Linked DNA regions of Mus musculus: all the other regions are linked to region 2. A link is a contact called in public promoter capture Hi-C data. All regions are on one chromosome and are shown on one strand. Each heading gives the region's core, a stretch centred on a gene start, on an enhancer-like site or on the middle of the called end of the contact. The rest is flanking DNA. Distances are from core to core; before and after follow the strand shown.

What was found. Promoter capture Hi-C pulls out the DNA fragments that hold promoters and counts their contacts.
Region 1: a promoter capture Hi-C map of pre-B cells shows a contact between it and region 2, with 3 times the contacts expected there. The contact joins the promoter of Imp3 here to the promoter of Islr2 in region 2. A contact is called at or near these places in 3 of 39 promoter capture datasets (embryonic stem cells, erythroid cells and pre-B cells) and 1 of 484 Hi-C or Micro-C datasets (B cells).
Region 3: a contact with region 2 is called in a promoter capture Hi-C map of pre-B cells, with 4 times the contacts expected there. The contact joins the promoter of Neil1 here to the promoter of Islr2 in region 2. A contact is called at or near these places in 2 of 39 promoter capture datasets (erythroid cells and pre-B cells).

The regions. Positions count from the first base shown.
Region 1 is chr9:56,935,995-56,939,830 of GRCm38.p6, forward strand. Imp3 (IMP3, U3 small nucleolar ribonucleoprotein) reads left to right here and starts at 1,506. Exons shown (of 1, transcript NM_133976.2): 1 at 1,506-2,404. The coding sequence starts at 1,513. The coding sequence ends at 2,067.
Region 2 is chr9:58,200,945-58,204,674 of GRCm38.p6, forward strand. Islr2 (immunoglobulin superfamily containing leucine-rich repeat 2) reads right to left here and starts at 1,341. Exons shown (of 3, transcript NM_177193.5): 1 at 1,008-1,341; 2 at 336-428. It also overlaps the pseudogene 1600029O15Rik.
Region 3 is chr9:57,146,019-57,149,629 of GRCm38.p6, forward strand. It overlaps Neil1 (nei endonuclease VIII-like 1 (E. coli)), which reads right to left and starts at 2,287. Exons shown (of 10, transcript NM_028347.3): 1 at 2,066-2,287; 2 at 583-1,039. The coding sequence starts at 1,016.

The DNA of each region.
Region 1 (3,836 bases), core at 256-2,755, 1.3 Mb before region 2:
ATATATCCTGCCAGCCTCACTTACAGCAATAGAGAGTAGAGAGACACACCTTCATAACTGATATGGTTTGTGTGTCAGGAGGTTACCCCAACAGGTAGGGGCTCAGTAGAAATTCTTCTGGCCTTCGTTCTGCTTCTGTGATTTCAGACAGGAATTGTTTACCAGACTGTTCACCTCTTACAGATGAAGGTTAGGACTCCTACTTACACTCTGAATTTCTCATCATTGATGGGTACCATCAGTCACTGAGGATTGCAGAAACAATCTCCAGACATACCTGAGTAACACTTTAACTCCAGCACTTGGAGGCAGAGGTAAATGGATCTCTTTGAGTTTAAGGACAGCCTGGTCTATATAAAAATTACCAGGACAGATAGTACTAGAGACATTCTGTCTCAAAAAATAAAATAAAGTAAGACAGCCATGGTGGCACATGCTCACTCATAATCTCATCCTTTTGGATTGAATCTGGTTATATTGTGGTGAATTCATGGCTGACCTGGGCTACCTAAGGAAACTGTGTCAAAAAAATAAGAGGCAGGAATGCTTCCAATCCTGATTGTTTGGTACTACTGCCAGTCCAGTGACAGATCTCATGCTGGCCAGGATGGGACTATTTGTCAACTCTGGGGACCACTGGAACTGAGACATTTGCAGAGTTCTAATCACGTTTTTTGACAGAGATAATCCTCTTATTTATTTATTAGCATTCCACTCTTCTAAAGTTGTGTATGCTTTAAAAAAAAAAGATTTGTTTTATGTGTATCAGTGCTCTTAGCTGCATGTACATGTGCATGTCAGAAAAGAGCATCAGATCACATTATAGATGGTTGTGAACCACTATGTGGGCGATGGGACTTGAACTCATGACCTCCGGAAGAGCAGCCGTGCTGTTAACTGCTAAGCCATCTTTCCAGAGTTGGAGAGATAGCTCAGCCATTAAATAATAGGCTCACAACCAAAACTATGAGACAACTCTTTTAAAGGCAGTAACCTCTCTCTCTGGAAACTGACATCTACAGCTATTGACGGAGCAGACTCTCTTCAGTCACCAAAGACAGAACTCTGAGAGTAAACTAGGTGCTGCCAAGATGGCTCAGCGGTTAAGAGCACTTGACTGCTCTTCCAAAGGTCCAGAGTTCAATTCCCAGGAAAACCACAAACAGGGGATCTGAAGCTCTCTTCCGGTATGAAGACAGAGCAATCATATACACAAAATACGTAAATGAATAAATATTTAAAAACAAAACACAACACTGGACTAGACTAGTTGCATACGCACTGCATGCAAGGAAAAGTGTATTCGCAGGACACGGCTCTCCTTCCGCAATTCTTTCTCCCCCGCTCCCCTTTCAAAACAGGAAGTTCCAGAGTTGGACGAATGAAAAACCGGGGGCGTGTCTTTAACCAATCTTTTGATTGGTCCAGTGATCTAGAGGCGGGGTCTTTCTACGTCGAGGCGGAAATTACGCTAGATTTTCAACGTATTCCCTTTCTCCCGCATTCTCCATCATGGTGCGGAAGCTTAAGTTCCACGAGCAGAAGCTGCTGAAACAGGTGGACTTCCTAAACTGGGAAGTCACCGACCACAACCTCCACGAACTGCGTGTGCTGCGGCGGTACCGGCTGCAGCGGCGCGAGGAGTACACGCGCTACAACCAGCTGAGCCGAGCGGTGCGCGAGCTGGCGCGGCGCCTGCGCGACCTGCCGGAACGCGACCCATTCCGCGTGCGCGCCTCGGCGGCGCTGTTGGACAAGCTGTACGCTATGGGCCTGGTGCCCACGCGCGGCTCACTGGAACTCTGCGACTCCGTCTCGGCCTCGTCCTTCTGCCGCCGCCGCTTGCCTACTTTGCTCCTCAAGCTACGCATGGCGCAGCATCTCCAAGCTGCTGTGGCTTTTGTGGAGCAGGGTCATGTCCGCGTGGGCCCAGACGTGGTCACTGATCCCGCCTTTCTCGTCACTCGCAGCATGGAGGACTTTGTCACCTGGGTGGACTCATCCAAGATCAAGCGGCACGTGTTGGAGTACAATGAGGAGCGCGATGACTTTGATCTAGATGCCTAGCGAGTCTTCTTGTCCTGGCTTCTCAGCTACAGGTCACTGAACCGGGGATGGGGAGGATTGCCCCGGTGTACTGGGAATTTTTCCTAGAATTTGGACTGACAATTAAGTGACTGTGTCTTGAGAGACAGTGGGAAGCAGTTTTGTACCGCACTGGGGATTGCTAGCTTCTTGTGCCTTAAACTTTGTGGTGTAGAAGCAGGAATGTTACCTCTTCCCCTTTGCTTTCATCTTGAAATAGGACCGTCTGGATGGAGAGTTTGAGTTCAGTATATTTATATCGTTTAAAGAAACCCTTTCCTAATGCCAATAAATGTCCCACCGACGTTGTTTAAGTGCACATTTTTGTCTGGTCGTTCTTCTTACCTAGGGTCCTACATAGCCATATCTATTATCTTGCTAGCTGAAGAGCCTAAGGGCAGGAAAAGGGTTGAAGGCGTGAGGCTTTGGAGCCTCACGTGGAGGTTGCAGGATGTTGTACAAGCTGGGCAGATTTGTCACTTAACCAGTCCTTTTCTCGGAATGAATGTTTTGGCAGAGCTTTTATCCACAAGACTTCCTGTTGATATTCCAGCCCCAGGAAATACCATATTAAAGTCCTGGAGTGTTTGCTTGCCTAAGGAAATGATCGCCCTGTAGTTTGGCCAGCTAGTGGTTAGAAGGGACCCAGGAGGTTCCTGAAAACAGATGTTCTTCAAGGTCCTGGCTTCAGAGTTAAGGACACCCCCCCCCCCAAAAAAAAAAAACAAGCAAAAGGGCGAGGTAGTGCTGGCACAGCCTTTAATCCCAGCAGTTAGGAGGTTAAGGCAGGCAGATCTTTGAGTTCCAGGCCAGCCTGGTCGACATGAGGACAACCAGGGCTATGCAGAGAAATTTAGGACTTTAAAAAAAAAAAAAAAAAAAACGCAGCAGAAGCAAAAGGAAAACCATAAAGCAATAGAACTGGTAAATAGAGCACCAAGTTTTATCCCAGACCAAATACAAAATAGAATTCAGAGTCTGGCAGATTAAGGTATTTGTGTAGGGGTTATTTTTCTTCTCTCTCTCTCTCTCTCTCTCTCTCTCTCTCTCTCTCTCTCTCTTTTGAGACCGGTTTTGATTTGAAGCTCAAGCTGGTCTGGAACTAGAAGTGATCCTCCTGTCTCAGCCTCTCCAGTGCTAATATTACAGTGTGCACTGATGAGGCTCAGATTTTATGTGCTTCCTCTTCCTTGCTAGTGAGCCAGGCAAGATAGCTCAATGGGGAGAGAGGCACTTGCTGCTCAGGCTGACAGTGTGAATTTAGTTTTGGAACCCACATGGTGGAAGGAGAGAGCCGACCCTTCCACATGCATGGTACGTCATTTACATTCATACAAACAAAATTTTTTAAAAAGTAAAACTAGGGTTGGAGAGATGGCTCAGTGGTTAAAAGCACCGATTGTTCTTCCAAAGGTCCTGAGTTCAAATCCCAGCAACCACATGGTGGCTCACAACCATTTGTAATGAGATCTGATGTCCTCTTCTGGTACATCTGAAGACAGCTACAGTGTACTTAGATATAATAAATAAATCTTAAAAAAAAAAAAAGTAAAACTAGGGAAGGTAACATGAAATGATTCCAAATATTAGACACAGGTTTACATGGGTAATATATACCCTCCCAACAAACCCATTTAAATGAGTAGATCAGTTACTCTGCACTTTTCAGGTGAGAAAGGAAGATAAGTCAGTATTTGATTGCTTGATAAATGAATTAAGAGTTTTAAGAGTGCTAATGCACAGCCAGTCCT
Region 2 (3,730 bases), core at 91-2,590:
TCTGCCCACAGGTTTTTAGGGAACAGTCTCTAGCTAATAAGCCTGGAGACAGTCCAAGGTTCTATACTTCCCTCTAGAGCCTTAAGACGCCTGAGTGCATCCCCTGTCTCTAGACATACAAATATATTAACACAGACTCCCTGCCCCAACTTGAGGGTCCTGTCAGTCTTGGAAGACCCTCTCCTACACCCTGTCTCTGAGATTAGCGGGTCCCTTCTTGCTTTTGCTCCTAAAGGAGGCACCTCCCTTCCCTGTTCCTCCCAGACAGCCACCCAACCCTGACTAGGCTGGATCGACCCTGTGGACTGAGGTTGTGGGGCCCTTCCACTGCTTACCTGCTGCTCTCTGACTTGCAGTGTGATGCTGTGGGGCTGCGAGCCGGTCTCCAGACTCAGGTGACAGTCTAAGGGAGCTTCTGGCATCTGTTGCTGTGGCGGTGGGGAGAAAGGGGGAGTGCATTGAAAGAACTCCCCTTGGCCCCAAAGTCCTACTTCAATTTTTTTCTTTCCTTATCTGTTCGCCCTACTTCTCCAGGATTGCAGGTTTGAGAGCGGTCGCGCGCCCCCGTGCTCGGCGGGAACGCGCACAGTCTCCCACCTCGTGCTGCGTTTACATTTGTTAAAGCCATAGAGATCCTCTACTCACCTCAGGCTGAGACCTGTCGGTCTCAAGGGGCTCCATACGCCCATAGCCCAAGGCTCCGCCCTTTCCAGCCCACCGTACCCCTAGCACCCATTTTCTACTTCTCCCCACATTTACACATTCGATGACATTGTCACTATTCCTCCTTATGTCTCCAAACCCCTCCCCAACACACACACACACACACACACACACACACACACATCTTCACATGACTTTCACAGGTTAGAACTACTCGTCAACATGTAATAATCGCGTCAACGCGCTAAGTTCTCCCTACTTTCACACACATTTTCACAAGCACACCTTCACTCAAACACTCACCGTTCTCTTTTGCGCGCACACAAATATCCACGCTCACTCACCCTCACGCGCCCGTCCCGCCAGCGCCCGCGAGCTTCGCTTCTAATTGAATGCGAGCCGTTCTACGCCCCGCAACACGTGAGACAAACCATCTTTGAGGAATTTGGGAGAAAGAAAAGCATAGGACTGGAGGGGCGTGTCTTTGCCTTTAAACACTTTTTTCCCCCCTCTCCAAAGCAAGCAGTGGCGCAGAAAGACCTCCAGTGGGACCTGCTGAACTGCGCTGCCTGGCTCTCCCGGACCCTTTTCCTCCTGCCGCCTGCTAGCCTCCCCCTCCCCGAAGCTTCGTTCAACACGATGCATAATTGATAGTGTTAGCAGAACGCCTCACCCTCTCTGTCATATTTTGCCTGGATCTGGGCAGATACAAATCCTGGTTCCCCTCCACCCCCAATCACCGCCAGACTAATTCGCCAGATTAGTAGGCGCAGCCCTGCAGGGTGCGCGGAGAGGAGACGCCCACCTCCCCAGCCCATCGCAGACCCTGCTCAGCCTCTTGAGCCTGAACTCCACGCTCAGGTCTTTTGTGGCAAAACCAGCGCGTGCACTCCACTGCCCGTGGGCTACCTAGTGCTCACAGTGGAGTGGGTGTCTTCTGAGCTCCTAAAACATTAGGTTGAACTCACCCAAGTGTCTCACTCTGCCCTTGCTTGCTGCGGGCTAACAGGACACCAAGGTTGCCCACTAATAGTGGCTACAGGGACCAGGATAGTTACAAAAACCGTTTGCTCCTCTTGAGTGCTGTGGACTAGGGACTTACAACCCCTGAGCATTTCCTGCACCACCACCCCGCTCCTCAGTATCCTCTCAGCATCTCTAGCAAGCTGGCCATCAACCCCTGCATGCTCGCACCCCCCCCACACACACACACACTGTGAAAGCCTAGGCAGCAGCCACCGCCCTGCCATCTCACACCCTCATGTAACAGCTGGCCTCAGCAGACTCGGGACTCGCTGTTCTCTTTGGCAAACCCTGGACATTTCTTTTAGCGATGAGCAGGAGAATTTCAAGGGATGTCTAGGGATTTGACTAAAATGCATCATCTCACTCCCCCGCCTATGGCATCCCAGGAGACAGAGCTGCTAGCCAGAACTGGTAAGGGGGCATAGATTTTGAGAGATGTGTAGAGAGTCCCCTCCTTCTCTTTCATATACACTGTAATACTGGGGTGCTGGGGTCTCCCAGCCCTCATCAGAGTCAGTCTTCTGTCTTGGTTGGATGGCAGTGTGTTTGGGGCCTCTGCAGAGATCAATACCCCGATTTGAGTGTTAAGCATTTTAATGAGCTAGGGAGGGGGGCGCAGAGAGATGCAGGAAGAACGCTGCATCTAAAGGGACCACCCGGCAGGGTTTCTGAGGCTCCTTTGTAAATTAAATATGAACACACTGGTGTGTGCTCACTTTGGTCCCTCCCTCTTTCCTACTCCTGGCTACGGGCTGATGGGACCCCCACAAACTCAGCCAAGTTCGGAATCTAGAACTTCACACCTGCTCGGGCCTGGAAACCCCACAGACCGAACCAGGAGAGGGTGCTTGAGCGATCCAGGGAAGATGTCTTTGAGAAGGGAGAGGAGATGAGAACTCTGACTCCTCCCTGCCTGGAATCCTGTACGTCTGAGGCCGTCCAGCACAAGGCTCTAACCTGGGACAAGGCCTCAGAGATTTGGAATAGCCGCCCGATACCGACTTCTTTGTCTGCAAAGTAAGAGGAATGTCTGTCGTATTGTTCATGTTCTAGCAACCTTGAGGGGGTGGGGGGTGCCTCGCACCAGAAGAGGGTGTGGCAGCAGAGGGACGTTCTGCTGTTCTTAGTGTTCTGGGATGGAGAATCCTGAGGACTTTCCTGGTGGGGGAGAGAAAGACGCAAGGCGTGGGCGTTCCTCCGCCAGTGAACATCCACTCATCCGATTTTTACTTCTAGTCAGCTCTCTTTTTTTGAGTTTGGAGGGACGCAAGCCTGCAGAGGGATAACTTAGGAGGAGCGAAGGGCCGAGGGCTGGAAGGAAGAATGGGCTCATGAGCTCTCTCGATCGCACGGACGTGCAGGAGTGTCTGGGGTAAGCTCTCCCAACTCTGGCTTTCTTCCCTAAAGAGGTTGAAACCAGGGGACTCCCTGTAGAGAGGGCGGTTCCAGCGTCTACAGAATAGTTTAAGGGCGTGGCGACCACGCTGGCTGGGGTACTGATTCCCGTGGAACCCAGCTTCCCACCCACTCTCCCGAAAAATGCTTCTGTTGCCCGAATTTGCACCAGGGAGAAGACATCCCTTACCCCGTCTTCAACCCTGCAGAACCCAGTGCCGGTCCAGACAAGGCCAGCCGGAGTCGCCGCTAGCAGCGTCCGCAGGGTCTTGGGTAGGAGCTGCAATTCCTGATTCAACCACTGAGCTCTGCTAGAAGACGGCAGGCAGAGCCCTGGCGCCGCCCAGAATTGCCGTCGATTGCTTTTACGGTTAATAATACCTAGGGAAGGAGAGACGGCATAGAAACACTTCCCACCTCCCACCCCTGCCCTACGTCTTTGATCTTAAAGGAACAAGTATTTAATCAGGCGAGTGCAGTAAAGGGGGGGGGGGGGAATGAGCGACAGAAAAGTTGTCAAGCTGGAAAACAGAGGGCTTCCGATTCAGAATCTGTTCAGTTCAGGGACAAGCTTTTTACCAAGCTGCAGTCCTGACTCCAGACAGACGCAGAGACCAAGAGCTAACGCCCCTAGACTTCTTTGTGG
Region 3 (3,611 bases), core at 1,037-3,536, 1.1 Mb before region 2:
AACGGGCCAGGTCCTCTCCAGGCTTACACCCCTCAAGTTCTTGCCAGCAAGGCTTTCCTCCAAGATTTAAACAGCTTCCCAGTCTCCATCAGCCAAACCCCAGCTTGAAGGTCACTTCCCTAGAATGGCCATGCCTCCTGAGATCCCCACCTTTGGCCAAAGTCTCCTGGCCCCATCTTACCCGCACGTCATCAATGTGGTGAAAGTTTGCTTTGCCCACTGCTGTCCCCTACAGAGCCTGTCTCACAGCAGAGACCCTTATTGCCTCTTTAGAGGCAGGTTCTGATGACAGGGACGGTCACAGAGGAAGCCCCAGGACATAGACAGGTAAGCAGTCAGAACAGAGAACCAAAACTTGACTCAGAAACTCAATCACTAGGCTATCCTCTCCCCACTGTGCAAGCTTGTTTCTTAAGTACTACAAAAGCCTGATGCTGTTTCTGTATCCTCAGACCTCCGGCTGGTCTCCCTCCTTTGGGCTGCCCTCTCATAGACACCATCTCGATAGATGAGGGACTGAGGCTTAGTAGAGGGCTGGGATTTGTTTCTTATTGGTCTAGTGCTCCACATACCCAGGCCTACCTGAACCGTTCATACTCCAGCAAGACACAGGGTCCACGGCCTGGTTGCCATTCACCCCCAGGATCCCAGTGGCCAAAGCGACGGATGTCTACGAAGCAAAGGGCAAGCCGGGGAGCAGGTGGGGCTGTGTAAAAACGTAGATGGGCGTGGCGGGGCAGTGCCTCTGCGGGTACCAGCTGGAAGGATCCTGACATCCCAAAGCGGAAGACAAGGGACAGTGGCTTCTGAGGGGGCTGGGACCCAGGCAGGGGGCTCAATGTCAAGCGCAGCTCCTTGCCTCGGGCTAAAGCTGAGATGTGGTAGGCACTGCTCTCAAAGGGCACCTCCGGGTTCCGGCTGACAGAGGACTTCTCCACACACCCACCAAATACCAGCCCCTTACATGTCTCATTCACAAAGTGGCTGGCCAGGTGCAGCTCTGGGCCCTCTGGCATTCTGAAGGAGGAATGGCTGGGCCCTGTAGTAGGAAGAGGACAACAGGTCGTGCCAGAAATGTCTTGTTCAGTAGGAATTATTACCAAGTTTGTACAGAGGAAAAGTCAGAGACACAGAGAGGCATAGCGCCATATAGGATAGGCAAAGAAATGGTGGCCTGGCCACCCATCCAAGGTACTGGGTACCAGGAAGCTGAAGCTGGGAGGCACATGGCTGTCTTGCTCACTGGTGCTTTCCTTCCATGGCCTCCACACCTCGCTTTAGAATACAGTTCAGATTCTTGCTGGAGCCTATTACCTTGTGTCCCCCAATCCCTCCTACCCACTTACAAACCTGTTCCTCCCCAACTCCTGGCCTTTGCCCCTGCTGCCTCCCATCCCACACACAGTAGGAAGTTTGAAGGAGGCCTTCTCTCTCCCTAATCCACATCTTAACTTAGGAGCTCCCAAAGTTCAAAGCTACTCAGCATCTGTTCTAGCACCTCACGGCACCCAAGGCAAAGCTCGGGTCACTCATCCACTACAGCTCAATCAGGCCCTGAATCTGTCTACATCCATGGAGGTAGAAACTCAAATGTGCGCTGGACCAATGGGATTGACCTAGCCTGCCATGGTCACCCAGGCAGAAGAGAGAGGCTTTCTCCCGGCTGCCTTCTTGTCAGGACAGGAGGCAGAAGTAGGAGAAGGGTAAGCTCCAATCTGTGCACAGCCCTGTTCTCATGGATCCCTGGGGTGCCAGGAAGGACAGGGCTCTCGTTCTTTGTCCTCACCACCCTCCTCTATCCCTCACCTCGCGCTTTGCTACTAGCAAGATCTGAGGAGAAGGTAGGTAGGGAAGACGGGCGGTTTTAAAGTAGACGCGTTGGGGGCTTGGCACCAAAAAGGGTTCGGTTTGCGGAAAACCTTCAGAGTCCTAGTTTTGCGAGGTGTGAGATAGCGCACACACCCAACAAAATTTTGGTTTCTCTGTCTTTCCCGGGCTCCCAGATCCTTTAGATCTTCACCTTTACTGAGACCCCGAATCGCCCCCATTAAAGTTGAATGAATACCTGCTCTGGTTACTGCTCAACCTGAGGCAGCAGCCAGTAAGGGGTTAATCCCAGCAGTCTGCCGAACTTCAGAGCACGCTGGGAAAGGCTAGAGACACTCTGGTACCTGCTGGGAAATGTAGTTTTCTCAGGCAGGCGGCGCAGTATGGAATGGAGTTCCTTATTTATGAGAATCCCGGGTGTTGGGCAAGCTTTGGAGCAGTCGCGTAACCCGGAGGTGACGAAAGAACTGTGAGCAGAGCCTTGTTCCGAACTGGTGCCCGGAGTCGCAGCTGCGTCTGCAGTTGAAGTCACCAGTTAGCCTGGCCAGGATTGACGCCAGCAGCCGGAAACGGCGCTGTGTAGAGCCACAAGCAGCTGTATGCGAGGCATACACAGGTGCAAGATAAACAATCCCTGGGGACCCAAGATGGCCGTGTCAATGAGCAGTCAGATGTAACATATAAACAACTTTATCACGGCCTGCGGGAGCTAGGGGGCCGAGAGGGGGGAGTGCATCCGGCAATACCACAGGGGCTTATATCTGGGGCAGCACTAGGTAAAGTCAGGAGTTAGGCACAAAAGCTTGGTTTGACTGTCACAACCTCAGGCAAAAAAAAAAAAAAAAAAAGTGTCGGCAAGATACCTTTTGCCAGGCACAAGGGATCGATTCAAAGTTCAGGAACAGAAGCTGAGGAAGGCCTGTGTGGCTGCCGCAGGGGTGAGTGGTGATGGGTAGGCTAGGGGAGAACAAGAGGAGAGAAACATTGGTGAGGCTAAGCCTCAAACGTCCCTGGGAGATGGAAGCAGCATTATTAAAACGTATAAAAGAGAAAGAAAGCCTCTGCAGGTGCGTTGTGCTGACCAACAGCGGAGACTCACCCTTTTACACACTTATTTCTCTTGTTCCTCCAGTCACCCATTTACTCATTTCTTATATTTTTTAGGAGAGGACGGTTAAAGAGAGGGTCTTGCTATGTATTCCTCATTGTCCTGGGCCTCAGACTGGTTCCCAGCTTCCCCTGATCTTCTCTTCAGCCTCCTCAGTAAGAACTGGGATGATAGGAAAGGGCCACTGTCGTGGTTTGAATGAGAATGGCCTCCACAGGCTTCCCGTCTCATCAGGCGGCTGTACTCACGTGTTCAAGCATGAACTAGCAAGCTCGCACACACATGGGGTGGGGAGGGAGATGATAAAAATGTCTTAAGAAACACAGCGTGTGGAATATAAGCAGAGTGGAATATTATACACTGCCTGCCACAGGTAGCAGCATAGGTGATTTTGAGGATATTATGCTAGGTGGTAGGTAGGTCAGTTACAGAAGGACAAACACTGAGATTCCATTTATGTGAGAAGTCCACATTAATCAGACACACAGAGTGAGGAGAAAGATTGTTGAAGATGGGGTAGGGGAGGAGAGGTTGATAGTAGGAATAAAGTTCCAGTTGCCTAAGATGAGCAAGTGCAGCATGCGGTCTGTAGCTAACACTGTTGTACAGCAAACTCTCTGTTGGATTCTTTTTTATTGTCGTTGTGCTGTGTATATGATGTGTGTGTGTGTGTGGG